Regions from separate parts of the Mus musculus genome. Here regions 2, 3 and 4 are each linked to region 1. A link is a contact called in public ChIA-PET and HiChIP or PLAC-seq data. All regions are on one chromosome and are shown on one strand. Each heading gives the region's core, a stretch centred on a gene start, on an enhancer-like site or on the middle of the called end of the contact. The rest is flanking DNA. Distances are from core to core; before and after follow the strand shown.

Region 1 (3,321 bases), core at 410-2,909:
CACATCAGGACCTCACCCTATGTGAGGAAATGAGAGGATAGAAAGACTTATGTCCCCATGGATGAGATGACTGGTTGGTCAGGACCGTAGTCCTATGTCTCCAAGCAGAGAATTATTTTCCCTTCACAACCTTGCAGCTTCAGCCATTCCCACCCATGTTCTACCACAGATGTCCTTGTCAAGAGTCTGTGAGTCTCTCAAGGGATTTGAGAGGGGCCCTGTCACCCTGTCCACGTGTGTATTTTTGTTTTGTTTTGCTTTTTCCCCAGCGGGTAGAGGTCAAGGATACATTTATGATTAACACCGTGGGGTGGAGAATTCGCAGGTTTGAATGCTGCGTGAAGGGAAAGACATGTCAGAACCATGGAACAGTGGCCAGGCTGAACAAAGTTCCCCCAAATCTCCTTCGGATGTTCTGGAGTTTCTGATGAACTCACAAATTAAGCTTTGGATTAATTTTTAAAGCACACACCTCAGGAAAATACACAAATTTCCATGCCAGAGGAGCCAGTGAGCTTTGTGCAGCCTGCTGCTGGGCCTGCTGCTCTATTTGGGACATACAAACAAGCCAAATAGTTCCGCCTTCATATGCTTCTTTTCTTCTGGCCTTTTCTGGGAACATTTTCTCTATTTTTGAAGTGGTGAGCTTGTTCTTGACTTTGAAGATGGGCTTGATATGCCTCTTGCTCCTCACAGGGTCTCTTCTGGTCCTAGTCTGTCTTCCCACAGATCCTGGTATCTCCTTGGCCCTTCCTGAATTAGATTCTAGATATTTGTCATCTCTCCTCCCTCCCTTCCCACCTTTCTTTCCCACTCCTCCCAGTGTGTGTGTGTGTGTGTGTGTGTGTGTGTGTGTGTGTGTGTGTGTGTGTTACTATATTGAGAGTCTCCTAAGGATATTTGCTCTGTTGTATTCACCTTTGCACTCTGAGTGGTCAGTTCCCAGAATAGAGAGAGAACAAAGGAATTACCACGTTCGAAACTTAGAAAAACTATATCTAATTCAGGCAAATTTCAAGAGAAAAAGTCAGGTAAACCTGACTTTCTAAGCACAGCTGGAGAGGCCCCCAATTGACCAGTTCCCATTATACATTAATGACTAAAGCACCCACCGGTGAGCAGCTGCTTTGAGTAAGCCCCCCACACAGGCCCAGTGCCCACATTTGCATGGGCATGCACACACAAAAGCTAGAAGGAGCTTGGAGTGTCATGCAGAGGTGCAACCCATAAGATAAGATCATCGTGCTGCACAAAGAAGTGAACCACGTGACGATGTGGGTAACCCCAGGCACAGATGACACCCTCAGCAAGGCCCCACTCAAATCTAACCACATCATCTCTTCATGAAGCAAACATGAAAAAAAGCACCACTCCAACAATTACCAAAAGGGTGGTTTCATGCTTACCAGCCTCGATGGTATCAACACTCCTAACTCCAGGGCTACACTTGGGGAAATAGTTCTCTGAGATAAGGAGATGAACTATCTGCTCAAGAGAATGTGCAGGAAGTGAAGGGAGCCAGGCAACACGTAACGAAACAGTTTGTGGCCGATGAGCCATCTAAATAAAAGTGTCCCCAGGCAGCTTCAGTTGTGTAAGCAGAGGAAACCAAGACACCCTATCTCTGAGTGAGCACACTGTGGGTGCCAGCGTGCGTGTGTATCCACGGAGCATCTTGGCTAAAGTGAAAGTCACAGCTCCTCTAGCTGTGGCTGACACCTGCATAGAGTAGAAAAGTTGCAAAGGTGAGGTGACTTCCCATGCAGCAGCTTTGAAGACCCTTACTGGGTGGCTCTGTCTGCTGTGTGAAGCCATTGGCTGAATGGCCATCGCGATGCCATCCCGAGAGAAGGGACAGTGATGGCTCAGTGCAGTCTGGAAAGAGAGGCTGCACTTAGCTTCCTAGTACCTTGACATAGTTGGGTGATGAGCTCTGAGCCACTGACGATGGCATTTTGCTTTCAGAAGCTTTGCTCATGTTTCTTCCGTGTTTTCGGCAGTGTGGCGACTCTCATCCTTTCTACCCCTTTTTACTCCAGCAACCTTTTCTGCTTAAGCAGGTTTGGGAGCGTCTATCATCATTGTTTTTATACTTCTTTATGAAGTGTGTCTCGGTGTGACTGTGTGCATGTGAAGCTTGTACACTCTGACTTGTAGGAGTCTCTGGTTCTTTCCTTCCACCCCATGGGTCCCATGGGACCACACAAAGTCATCTGGTTTGGTAGTAGGTGACTTTACCCACCAACCTACCTTGCCATTCCCCCCCTCAAGCTATCTTTATATGAGTCTTCAAGGCCCTGGAGTGCTACAATATGAAAGCCAGGATGGGCCTTAGTGGCATAGAGCCCAAACTACACTGGTGCAAAGACGTGCTTTAATTCTCTGCTCTGGAATTAGTCAATGCTCTTTGACTTTAGTTAAGTCCCTTAACCTAAGTTTCAGGCCATCTGCATTAAGTTTGCTGTAGACATAGGAGTTCCCTCATGTGAAGTCCTTAGCACGCGAGCCATACAGACCTCACTATATGGAGCTATTGTGATGAACAATGGATCAAAGAGAATCCTGAGGTCCAGAGAGTGTAAGTATTTCATCCTAAGCAAAGGAGTCTTGAGTGGTCAGTAGCTATCAAATCTAGTAGATAATGTCTGAATCAGAGATGAAAGTACTCATTACTGGTTTAATTCATGGTAGAACTAAAGTCCATTCAGTTTTGGGACAGAGCTTGGCACACTATATTACAATGATATTAGTAACTGCACACGTGTGCGCGCGTGCACACACACACACACACACACACACACACACACACACACACACAAGGTCTATTCAACTGAAAAGTGGAATCTGGCACTTTCTAGGTCTCCTAAAAAGAGTATAGCACCAAAGACTGGAGATTTCTGTTTAATCTGCTATTTCCCAGCTGCCATATCACCATGCCTCTACTATTCTAGAAAACTCACCCAGGAAGGTCTCAGCCTGACATGTTCCCTGAGGGATACATTCCTTTTTTACAATGCAGATAAAGACTGTTCCAGAATCCTGGGAAGTTAATTAGAGTCACTGGTAATTTGAGTGACTGCAAAGCCCCAAGGCATTCACAGAATGTTCCTCTGTCCCTATATTCTAGAGCTTCACACTGGTGAGTGTGTGTGTGTGTGTGTGTGTGTGTGTGTGTGTGTGTGTGTGTGTGAGAGAGAGAGAGAGAGAGAGAGAGAGAGAGAGAGAGAGAGAGAGAGAGAGACACTGGGGGGGTATCTGCTCATTTCCATTTTCCCCAACAAAGTACTTGGGTTACAGGCATGTGCTGCCATACCTGCCTTT
Region 2 (3,321 bases), core at 419-2,918, 420 kb before region 1:
ATTGATAGGATTTATGATTTGATCAAGACTATCTTTAGAACTAAGGGAGAAAAAAATTGAGCCCCACATCAGTGATTTATTCTTCCTACCCACAGATCACCCCTCACCCTCCCCAGTTTGCATTCTGCTCCCCTGCCTTTAGCCAGAACTCGGATACACTGCAAATTAATCTTTTTCTGGTGCTAGCTTGGGATTCCAAACACATTCTATAGCTTTGTTGGGGTTGGGCAGGGAAGTGGCTTCCCGAGTCCAAGTTGCAGACCCACCTAATTATACTCCTGAGTGTTTCAGGCTGAGGATCTTGAATTCCAAGAGTTTATGGTTGCTTTTAAGGGCTGGAGTTGAATATGGCATAATAGTTCACACATGAATAGCTTTTTCAAGTTCTGGGAATGAAGTTCAACCTACTACGGTACTCTACCAATTACCAATAAGCTTGATCGTGATCATAAGCTCATGGTTTTTTTCTTTTCTCTCTCTCTCTCTCTCTCTCTCTCTCTCTCTCTCTCTCTCTCTTTTTTTTTTTTTTTTTTTTTTTTTGGTAGTTGGGTTTTTCCCCCTACAGGAATCTCACTTACTATGTAGCTCAGGTCGGATTCAAAAGGGATCTTGCTGCTCCAGTCTTCTGAGTGTTGAGATTACGGCTCTGTCTCAAGTAACAGTTATTTTGTTGCCTTTGCTTTGCTTTTACATTTGCATGACACTGTTTCAGTACGCTTTATTTAGCTATTTTTGAATGAACTTGTTTTCGGAAACCTTCAATAACTCAGTGTGAGTGGCGCTATCAACAGCAGAGTTCGGAAACCACTTTCATAGATAAAGAAACTTCTCCAACCACAGCCCTCCGCGCCAGCTTTGGAACCTGAGGCCCAGGAACCACGCCCTTTTCTATAGACCCTATCAACTGATTCATGGTGGCATCAGCACAGTCAAGGCAACGTTCCCTACAACCACCCGGGGACACTTCCTTCTGCACACATTCTAAGCGAGCCACAAACTCCCCAGAAGAAATGAAGTCTGAGGTCGCTGACCTAGCAGACAATCTAGCGTTCATGACGAAGACTGAGTTGAGATTGTAAAGAAGGGCACCCAGTAGTCAAGACTTGAGGTTCTGGTGCCCCCTGGACCTCCCCCAGGTACCCTGCTCCGACTCCACAAAGGCACGTCCCTCAGTTGCAAGGAAATTCACCTGAAATTGCAGAAGTTACGGTCCAGAGTGAGAGAACGCAGTGCGGAAAGCGAAGTGGGACTTCTCACTGCTGGGCCGGAGGCTCCCCCAGCGGCCACACCCAGTCCCCCTCCTGACATCTAGCACGTCTGGAATGCCGCCCCCTCGGCTCCCCGCCCCACAAAGGGTCTCCCCGTTCCGAGGAAACCTCAAGGGGAAGCACGCCCCGACCCCTGCGCCCCGACCCCTCAGGAGAGTGGCATGCAAAGAGCACGGTCACTTGCGGGACACTTTGCAACTCTGTTGCAGGGCCTCGCAGATCACCGGGTGGAGTGGGTCCCTCTCCGTGCCTCCCGGGGTCCCCATCGCCGGAGCCTGCCCGCTCCCCGTTCAGCACCGCAACCCCGAGGCCATAGCGGGCGACCGGGCCGCGCCCCACTTACCTGGGCCGGGCACGTATCGCTGAGAGCCTCCCTTGAAGCGGAGCAGCCCGGCTGGGCTGGGTGGGGCTTTTATACCCGCCCCATCCTCCCAGCGCGAGGCCGCCCCACATCCCCTCCCTCCCCGGCCTGTTCCCACCCTGCTGGGTGACTCATCCAACTTGGAACGTAGCCCAAGCCCAGTCCTGCCCTACGTGACAGCTCCACCGCCTCCCCAGGCCCTACAAGTATCCACCCATTTCCCCCGCCCAAATCCCCTTACTCCTAGAGTACAGGGCCCTGCTCAGGCTGGCTCTGGGTTATTAAGATTTCAGCTGCTTGGCTTGCCCAACTCACTTCTTTTGCTTTTAAAAGGCTTCTAGGCAGCGAGGTAATGGAGGGTAGAATTGTTTCAAGGCGCATATATTTGGATTCCTCTGAACTGGGCCGTTGGCACCCAGCTCTCCATCACTGTCTGCAAACATATTAGCTTAACCTCTGGTCACCAGCTGGAGCAGTGTGAGGAGGGTGTTCGCTTGGCCCTGCTTTACACAGTCTACTCCGCCTTGTAAATCAAAGCGGAGAGGCCTCTAACCAGCTAGGGAGACTAAGAGGTAAGGCTAGAAGGTACCTCCTTCCCCCAGTACTCCAATACACCCCAGGTCCTACGGTCTTTTCCTAATTGTAGGTTATTGAAGGTTTTTCCCCCTTCTCATTCCTTGACAAACTGTTTCTCTGGGTCATATTGTTTCTTTTCTAGCTTGCTTTTCCAGGAAACAACGCAGTAGTGAACTGTGTTTGTGGGTGACTGTTCACACCGCATTAAACTTCAAGCTAGCAAGAGAGCTGGAAATACCTTAAACACTAGTTTTGGTTCTTTTGTTTTGTTTTGTTTTGTTTTGTTTTTGTTTTTCAAGGCAGGGTTTCTCTGTATAGATCTGGTTGTCTGGAGACTAGGCTCGTCTGGAATCAGAGATCTGCCTGCCTCTGCCTCCCCAGTGCTGGAATTAAAAGTGTACACCACCACCGCTGCCCAGTCACACTAGGTCTTTCAACTCCGTCCTTGCAGAGTCTACCTCTCTGCTTTCTCTAGGTTCTAACGATTCTCTTCCATCTAGTTGTGTGTGCTTGTGGTTCACTCGTATCACACGTGGTCACGTGTATCACACATGACCTGCAAGGCGCTGTCAGCCTCTAGGATGCTGTCCCTTCAGAGCACCCACCTTGGCCCAGCTTGTTATTTGAGACAAGGTATCTCTTTGGCCTGGAGCTCACAAATTAGGCAAGATTGGTTGGCCAAAAAGCCTTCTACCTGAACTTGGAACAGAACTCAGGTTCTTAAGCTACAAGATCTTAGGCCACTATCTTCCCAGCCCTGGTCCCTTCTGATATCAACATCTGTTTATACTTTCCACTACGGTCTCAATTCACTCCTAGGAACCAAAGGATGACAGTTAGGGGAAGAGATAGGCACAGTGCCCACTGTCACATAGACAGGTAGCTGTGAAGTTGGCCCCAGCAGAGTGACAAACAGAAAACAAGATATCCCTTTTGATACAATGTCTGATTTACATTCATAGTGCTTCAGTGTGGGCAGCTTTAAAGACAGAAACCTTGTTTATCTGACTACTGGGGGTGAACATCTTGGAACATAAGACACAGGCACACACTACCAGCAAGCAGTAGCCTGCCTCCCTGGGTTATTTCTCCACCCAGGCCCGCAGGCTCCACATT
Region 3 (3,321 bases), core at 209-2,708, 320 kb before region 1:
GCAGACTCAGGGGCCATGTAGTGCACTGCCCCTGTCTAGATCTCCAAGGGTCATGCTGTCTGGCTTCTTTATGGTCAGGTCGATTTTTAGATATACCTACAACACAGCTAACTCAGAAAACGACTGTGGTGTTTGAATGAGAATGCTCCTCCCCAACGCCCCCCCCCCCCCCCCGGACTCAATTTGTTCAAATACTTAGTCCCCAGTTGGTGGACCTGTTTGGGAAGGATTAGGAGGTATGGTCTCGTTGGAGGACGTGTGTCACTGGAAGTGAGCTTTGAGGTTTCAACAGACTCCTTCCTGCCTTCTACCTCTTGCTTGCAGTTTGAGATGCGAGCTCTTAGCTTTCCTATTACCATGGGGTCACACACTCTAACCCTGTAAAACTGTAAACCCAATGACATGCTTTCATTTATAAGTTGTGTTTGTTGTGTTTGATCACAGCAATAGAAAGATAACTGATACAACAACCCAGACCATTTTCTATCCCCTTCTTACTACAGATCCATTTGATATACAATATGGCTTACCCTCCTATGTCTAATTATACTGCCAGGAAGAAAATGATTTATGATTTGTCATGGTGGGATCATTGGCACCTGGTTAGAATATGATAATTAACAATAGTGGCAGAACTCGTATACTTCACCATAACTAGGGGTAAAATAACTACAGTCAGACACTACAATATAGAACAGGTATTGTATCCCTTAAAACCAAACTCATAATACTGTACAATACTGAAAAACTCACACTCTAATGGTTTAGTGGCATTCGTTGTTGGAAGTCACATGAGCAGATGAGCAGAACCACCACCAACTGAACACCATTTCAACATGGAGGTGTTCCATGGACAGGATTTGAGGAGGGGAGGTGTCTAGATATATTGGGACTGTAGTTGCTGTTAGCCTTACTGTCTGTTATTTATTATCTCCAGGATAAATATTGGGCCTTGAAATGTATCCTGTGCGTGTGTAAATGCATTGGTACTCTGTCAATTCGGGACTCACTGAATAGCCTGTCATTAATGAGCCTAAGGCATAGCACACAAGTCACCCCCTCTCTATCCCTGATTTTCATTTTTCTAGATCATGCATTGTCAGGTCAATACACAGAACTCCAGTGGCACAGCTGACCGACTCAGAGTGACTGCTGGGCTTCTGGGGCAGGATACAAGGATGCAGGTGGCACAGACACCCAGGGGACGGGCCACACACAAAGGCCATGCATGCGGAGGACCACAACAGAGCAGACACTGTTGTAGGGATGAGAGAGGACCTGGTGCTCCCACCAACTTTGGGGACACCGAGGCTGACGTTGAGCCAGCTATCTTGGACAGGCCATGTGCATAGCTAGCTTAGTATTTCAACTTAGGACACTGGGTGTCTTCCTCTGTCACTCTTGATACCTGAGACAGAGATGGTCACTGAACTTGAAGTTCTCTGTTTCAGCTCTGCTGGCTGGCAGGTGAGCTCTGGGGATCTGTCTGGCTCTGCTTCTGCCAATCCTGGGGTTACAGTGCACACAAGCACACTCAGCTTTTTATTAATATTACTATTATTTTAACCATAGATGCTAGGTCCTCATACTTGCAGAGCTGGCAGTGTTATGCACCCAGCCTTCTCTCCAGCCCCAAGTATTTCACTTTTAAAATAATTTATTTCAGAGAGGTCAGATTAAGGAAGAAAGGGGTATAGATTTCTTCTTCTTCTTTTTTTTTAAATCCAGTACCATGAATGAGGTCTTAACCACAGAGATGAATAATTCAAAATTCCCCTCAAGTAACAAGTTCCCCACTTCTGAAAGGTGGGTGGCCTTTTTAAAAAGTACAAAAGGATCTGGTGATGTACAAAAGTCCCATGCTTTAGACCAGTGAGGTGGCTTAGTGGTATAGGGACTTGCCACCAAGACTGATGACCTGAGTTCCTAGGACCTACATAGTAGAAAGAGACAACTGACTCCTGCGAGTTGTCATCTGACCTCCATGTGCATGCCATGACTACTCCTCTTCCTGCTCCAAATAAATACGCACAATAATGTTTAAAAATCCATCTCCATTAACCTGCAGTCTAGATGATGCATTTACATATATGTAAATCAGCCAATGATAGGATTAGCAGTGAAAGGAAGAATTTTAAAAAAATTATGAGGCTAATCTCCCTCAAATATCTCAGCCATTATGTATGTGTGTCTGCAGGTGATTCTATCTTATGCAATACATTCTAGTTTTCACTAATGGAAAGCAAACCAAATTCACAGATTTCCCCCAACCCCCAATCTTAAAAAGCCTCAGGGCTAATCTGGGTTTAGCTATTACTGTCTTCTAGGCCTTTTGTATCAAATAGCAACTCTCCCACTCATTTTGGGCTATTTTAACCCTGTCTTAGGACTCTTCCCATACAAGCAGAAGAATTTAAAATTTAACCAATGGAAATTTGAATAACAGTTTGGGGGGCACGGTCTTGGATTGATTAAGATAAGCATCTCTATTTTCCATTCTCACAGTGAGCCTGTTCTGTATCCATGGCTCCAAGGCCACACCATACAAACGGTCACAACAGTGATAATGAAGATGCTATGTGGACTCAAGCGGCACTTTCCAGGATACTTTTAAGTGCCTCTGATTCTTGGAATATCCTAACAGGTGGGAAGGGCAGGTGTCACGGCTACCTTATGGATGAAGTGGAGGGATTAAAAGACTAAGATGTGGGCAGGTGACACCAGGAGTAAAGCCCAGTTCGTCCCATAACTTAACATCTGAATAGCAACAGAAACATTCAGTCACAGCCGTGTGAAACTTACGGGAAATACCTTCTCATAAATCCAGTAATGGGCAACCCCAGGTCTCTGTGTGTGTGTGTGTGCACACGCACTTTGCAGCAAGGGCAGCCAGCATAGGATGTCAGTGTCCTTTTCTGTAGTTTCCTGCTTTATTCTGGTGAGACAGGGCCTCACACTGAACCTGGAGCTCACTGCTGCAGCTGGCAAGTAAGCCTCAGGGATCTCTACCCCAGAAGGCTGGGGTAACAGGCCGAGTGGCCATTTCTGGAGTTTTCACATAGGCATCAGGGATTTGAATTCAGGTCCCGAGTTCTCGAACATGGCATGCTATTCCCCACTGACCCATTATTTCCTCATCCCAGAGGTACCTCATCAGAGCAATTGACTCTAGTCCCTTGCTCTTGATTCTTCTGACGTCTTGAAGAAAGGACTAGAGTCTATGCAACTGCAGCAATTACAATTTAACAACACAGCACTGACCACACCCTGCTGTCATCACTCAGAATCTCAAGGAGTTGAACTTTTAGGTAGACGGGAGGT
Region 4 (3,321 bases), core at 361-2,860, 280 kb before region 1:
AAACAAACAAACTAACAAACAAGCAAACAAATCATTCATTGTAGCTGATGCTTGTATTCCAAGAACAGTAAAGAAGAAATAGGAGGAATTTTGCAGTTTGCTGGCCAGCTAGCATAGCCAACTTGATAGACTCCGAGCCAAATTGGAGACACTATTTCGAAAAACACAAGGTGGTTGTCACCTACAGAATGACAGCTGAGGTTAACGCATGGCCTTTGCAAGCACTTAAAAACACACCTGCATGCATAAAGAACGTGAACATGAGTACGTTTTAACAGTACTGAGGATGGAACCAGGGCCCCACACATGCCAGGCCAGCTCTCTACAACAAAGCTACAGGCTCAGCCTAGTTTTATTTTGAGACAGGATCTTGTGAAGTGGCCCGGATTGGTCTTGAACTCTGAGTCCTCCTTTCTCTGTCTCCTGGGCATGATTAAAGACTTACCTCAACAGATCCAATTCAGACAAACATTTAAAAAGAGAACTTACTCTGGTAGAAAATGCTGATGTCACATGCAAAGGACCCATTATGAATGAAGCTGAGCCAAAGCCCATGTTCTGTGGGGATTTCTATCGCTTGGCATTGCTGGAATTTTATACCAGAGAATTCTTTGCTCTAAGGTTGTCTTGGGCCTTGTGGATGTGTAGCACTCTCCATGGCCTCTCCTTATTAGTTGCTGGGAGCTCTTTCCAGATGTGATAATCTAAAATGTTTCCATATGTGGACATTCTTGATCCCCCGAGAACTCCCTGCATGAGAGGATGGTTTCCTGGATAGTAAGCTCTGGGGAAGCGGGTAGGGACTGTTCCTCTGCTGGAAAATGGGTAGGATAGTACCCAAGGTTCCCACTGTCACTTTGGCCTCCTGTACTTTTCTGACTTGCCAGAGATTAGTGTTGGCCTTTATGATGGGAGGCAGAACAGCCATGTAGCCTCAGACAGTGATACCGAAAGAAGCCCCAAAGGCCTCTCTTACTTGAGAGTCTTCAGCTTGCTGACAGGAAGGTTGCTTTCTTTGCTTTCTACGGCTGATAGACTTGGGAGAAAGAAGACGAGTTATGCACATCTTCCCCAAGGACACCAACCCCTCACTCATCTCCCTAGTGTGGCGTGAGACTGCCTCTCAGAAAGGAAGTCCCTTATCTCTAGAATGTCCTGCATAGGAAGTCAGGACTTGCCACTAATTCTCAGGAGGCAGGAGACAGAACAGGCACAGAGCTGGGAATCTATCAGCTGGAGTTGTAGGGCATCCCCACAGTTCACTTATGCAGCCGGCAGGCACAGAGCCCACTCACCCATGAATTCCTTTCACTTTCCTGGTAATAGAAGTTGATCTTGAATCTAAGTATCGCTGTTATGCTATCAAACCCTTAGCATGGCTTCTTTGAGAGGCAAGGACAGGCAGCTGTTGAATGACAGAGATGAAGAGGGTAAAAGTTGGCTGTGGAGTTTTGATATATTTCATGTGGATTTCGTTTCCGATGCTTTTGCGTCAAACAAACAAAAAATTTCAAGACTCTGGCACTTCCTGGGTGTAAAATCAATAGTGGATGACATACTTTACAAGAGGCATTTTCTGTGGTTAGTGTCTTTTCACACCTTTCTTCTGGCACTTAGAATCTAATCATTTCTCTGCGGTAGGAGACATCAGCTATAGGAAACTGGTTGAACTCAACCAATCAATGCAAGTGACTTGCTCATCTTGCTCTCCTCCTCAGGAAAAAAAAAATAACAGAGGGCTGTTCATTTTAGGTTCAAGTCCTCTGACCCGATGCTTAGTTCATGCTCACTATGGCTAAGCTGAAGACAGCAGTGGTCGTGGTCCTTCTAATGACCGTGGGGTGGTAGTCTAGTGAAAAGAAGACACCAGCAAACAAACAGAACAATAGGTGTCCTCATTCACCAAGCCATGTAAGTAAATGAAACAGCAGTCATTTCCCCCAAACAGGGATCAGTTTACAGGAATAACAGCTCAAAGGGTGAGCTGGCTTGAACAGGGGGAAGATGAACAATATAGGGACGCGGGGATGGGGACAAGGAAGGTTTTGAGTAAGTTAAACCTCCTGACTGACAAAGAACCTACAGTTGCAGAGCCAGGCGGCTGAAGCATCCTTTTATTCAGAACTCAAAGGAAGCTATTCAAGCCCAATATGGTTTGATTTAGCAGATATTAACTGCAGCTAAAGACATGCAAATAGAATGCGTCAGTCAAGGGAGAGCGAGATAAACAGGAGAAACCTACACTGGCTAAGAAAGGAGAAGAGAACAGAGATTGACATTTAAAGAGCAGATGAAAAGGATATGACAACCCAGAGAAAGGGAAGATGTGTACCTGAGACACAGAAGGGAGGGGAAGAGACACGAAGGGGACAGACCCAGAGGTGTCCCCTCGCACCCCCTGGCCTCTTACAGAGGAGACAGTTGTTCCTGAGCTGCAGGTCACGCAAACACGACACAGGCATTTCTTAATAAATACTTGTTAGGTGGCTCAATGCACACACAAAATGACCTTCCATTCTAGATGTAACTTCAGATTTTATGCTGAACTGTATTAATTCGTTTTGGTCCTTTGGAGATGGTTAATACCACAAACAGCTTTAGTGATGAGTCTCCAACAGCTATTCTTTTAGAGGTCTCCGTGAACCTGACCCTATACCCCTGACATGGGCTGTCATCACGCAATCAATTAGAAGGTCATGGTACAGTAGTTGGGCCATTGCACTGAGAGTCAAGAGACCAAAGTTCCAAAATTGACTCTGCTGCTAAGTGGTGATGATGCTGAGCCAGCCACTTAACCTTTCTGAGCTCTTCTTTTCTCCCAAGTCACACAAGTGCTGTGGACTAGATAGTTGTCAGGACCCACTTATGAGACAGGAAGAATGCATATTACCATATTATTAGTCATTTTACCAGGTCTCTATTCTGCCCTGTATGGTCCAGTGTTGGACTACTGATATTTTTTTCTACTCACCCTTTCTTTATTTTGCCAGCTAGTGGCTCTGCCAACACTGCCTTACATGATCAGTTCTGGACATGTTTACCCATTGGTATTATCTGAAGGTGGTTATTTACTCTCCTTGGTTCTGATTGGGTGTTGGGGGACTAGGGGGAGGAATTGGAAGACCACAGCCGACAGGGAGTGGTGCACTTTCATGATGCTCAGAATAAAGGGGTATGATTCAGTTGGCTTCCCTGACATAGTCCCGAGTTCACTGTAGTGCCCTTAAAGACTACATTCATGCCTCTGTACACACATGGGCCTTCAGCTATATATTTTTTTCTCCTACTTTTCTACTTGATAAAAAACAATCTAATTTTTCC

What was found. ChIA-PET counts read pairs in DNA pulled down with a chosen protein or histone mark. HiChIP or PLAC-seq counts read pairs in DNA pulled down with a chosen protein or histone mark.
Region 2: an RNA polymerase II ChIA-PET map of memory CD8 T cells shows a contact between it and region 1, with 28 read pairs. The contact joins the promoter of Anxa2 here to the enhancer-like site in region 1. A contact is called at or near these places in 1 of 39 promoter capture datasets (liver), 2 of 115 datasets of contacts at active chromatin or transcription factors (CD8 T cells and memory CD8 T cells) and 1 of 9 other capture datasets (liver).
Region 3: a contact with region 1 is called in a BATF HiChIP or PLAC-seq map of CD8 T cells, with 7 read pairs. The contact joins two enhancer-like sites. A contact is called at or near these places in 3 of 484 Hi-C or Micro-C datasets (CD8 T cells, Th1 cells and group 2 innate lymphoid cells), 2 of 115 datasets of contacts at active chromatin or transcription factors (CD8 T cells and fibro-adipogenic progenitors) and 1 of 9 other capture datasets (embryonic stem cells).
Region 4: a contact with region 1 is called in an RNA polymerase II ChIA-PET map of effector CD8 T cells, with 22 read pairs. The contact joins two enhancer-like sites. A contact is called at or near these places in 4 of 484 Hi-C or Micro-C datasets (CD4 T cells, CD8 T cells, Th1 cells and 1 more) and 3 of 115 datasets of contacts at active chromatin or transcription factors (CD8 T cells, effector CD8 T cells and thymic regulatory T cells).

The regions. Positions count from the first base shown.
Region 1 is chr9:69,032,734-69,036,054 of GRCm38.p6, reverse strand. All of the region lies in intron 1 of Rora (RAR-related orphan receptor alpha), which reads right to left. Among named protein-coding and RNA genes, the nearest start is that of Gm31262, 210 kb to the right of the region's middle. Within about 2 kb of position 1,659, at least 55 of the 459 cell types and tissues checked have an H3K27ac peak or open chromatin away from gene starts, as enhancers often do. A contact at or near this core is called in CD8 T cells, Th1 cells, effector CD8 T cells and 3 more, where this site is marked.
Region 2 is chr9:69,452,030-69,455,350 of GRCm38.p6, reverse strand. It overlaps Anxa2 (annexin A2), which reads right to left and starts at 1,668. Exons shown (of 13, transcript NM_007585.3): 1 at 1,612-1,668.
Region 3 is chr9:69,348,283-69,351,603 of GRCm38.p6, reverse strand. All of the region lies in intron 3 of Rora (RAR-related orphan receptor alpha), which reads right to left. Gm15511 (predicted gene 15511) reads left to right here. Exons shown (of 3, transcript NR_136934.1): 3 at 2,506-2,715. Among named protein-coding and RNA genes, the nearest start is that of Gm15511, 14 kb to the left of the region's middle. Within about 2 kb of position 1,458, at least 13 of the 459 cell types and tissues checked have an H3K27ac peak or open chromatin away from gene starts, as enhancers often do. A contact at or near this core is called in CD8 T cells, Th1 cells and group 2 innate lymphoid cells, where this site is marked.
Region 4 is chr9:69,312,895-69,316,215 of GRCm38.p6, reverse strand. All of the region lies in intron 2 of Rora (RAR-related orphan receptor alpha), which reads right to left. Among named protein-coding and RNA genes, the nearest start is that of Gm46153, 9.0 kb to the right of the region's middle. Within about 2 kb of position 1,610, at least 24 of the 459 cell types and tissues checked have an H3K27ac peak or open chromatin away from gene starts, as enhancers often do. A contact at or near this core is called in Th1 cells, effector CD8 T cells and thymic regulatory T cells, where this site is marked.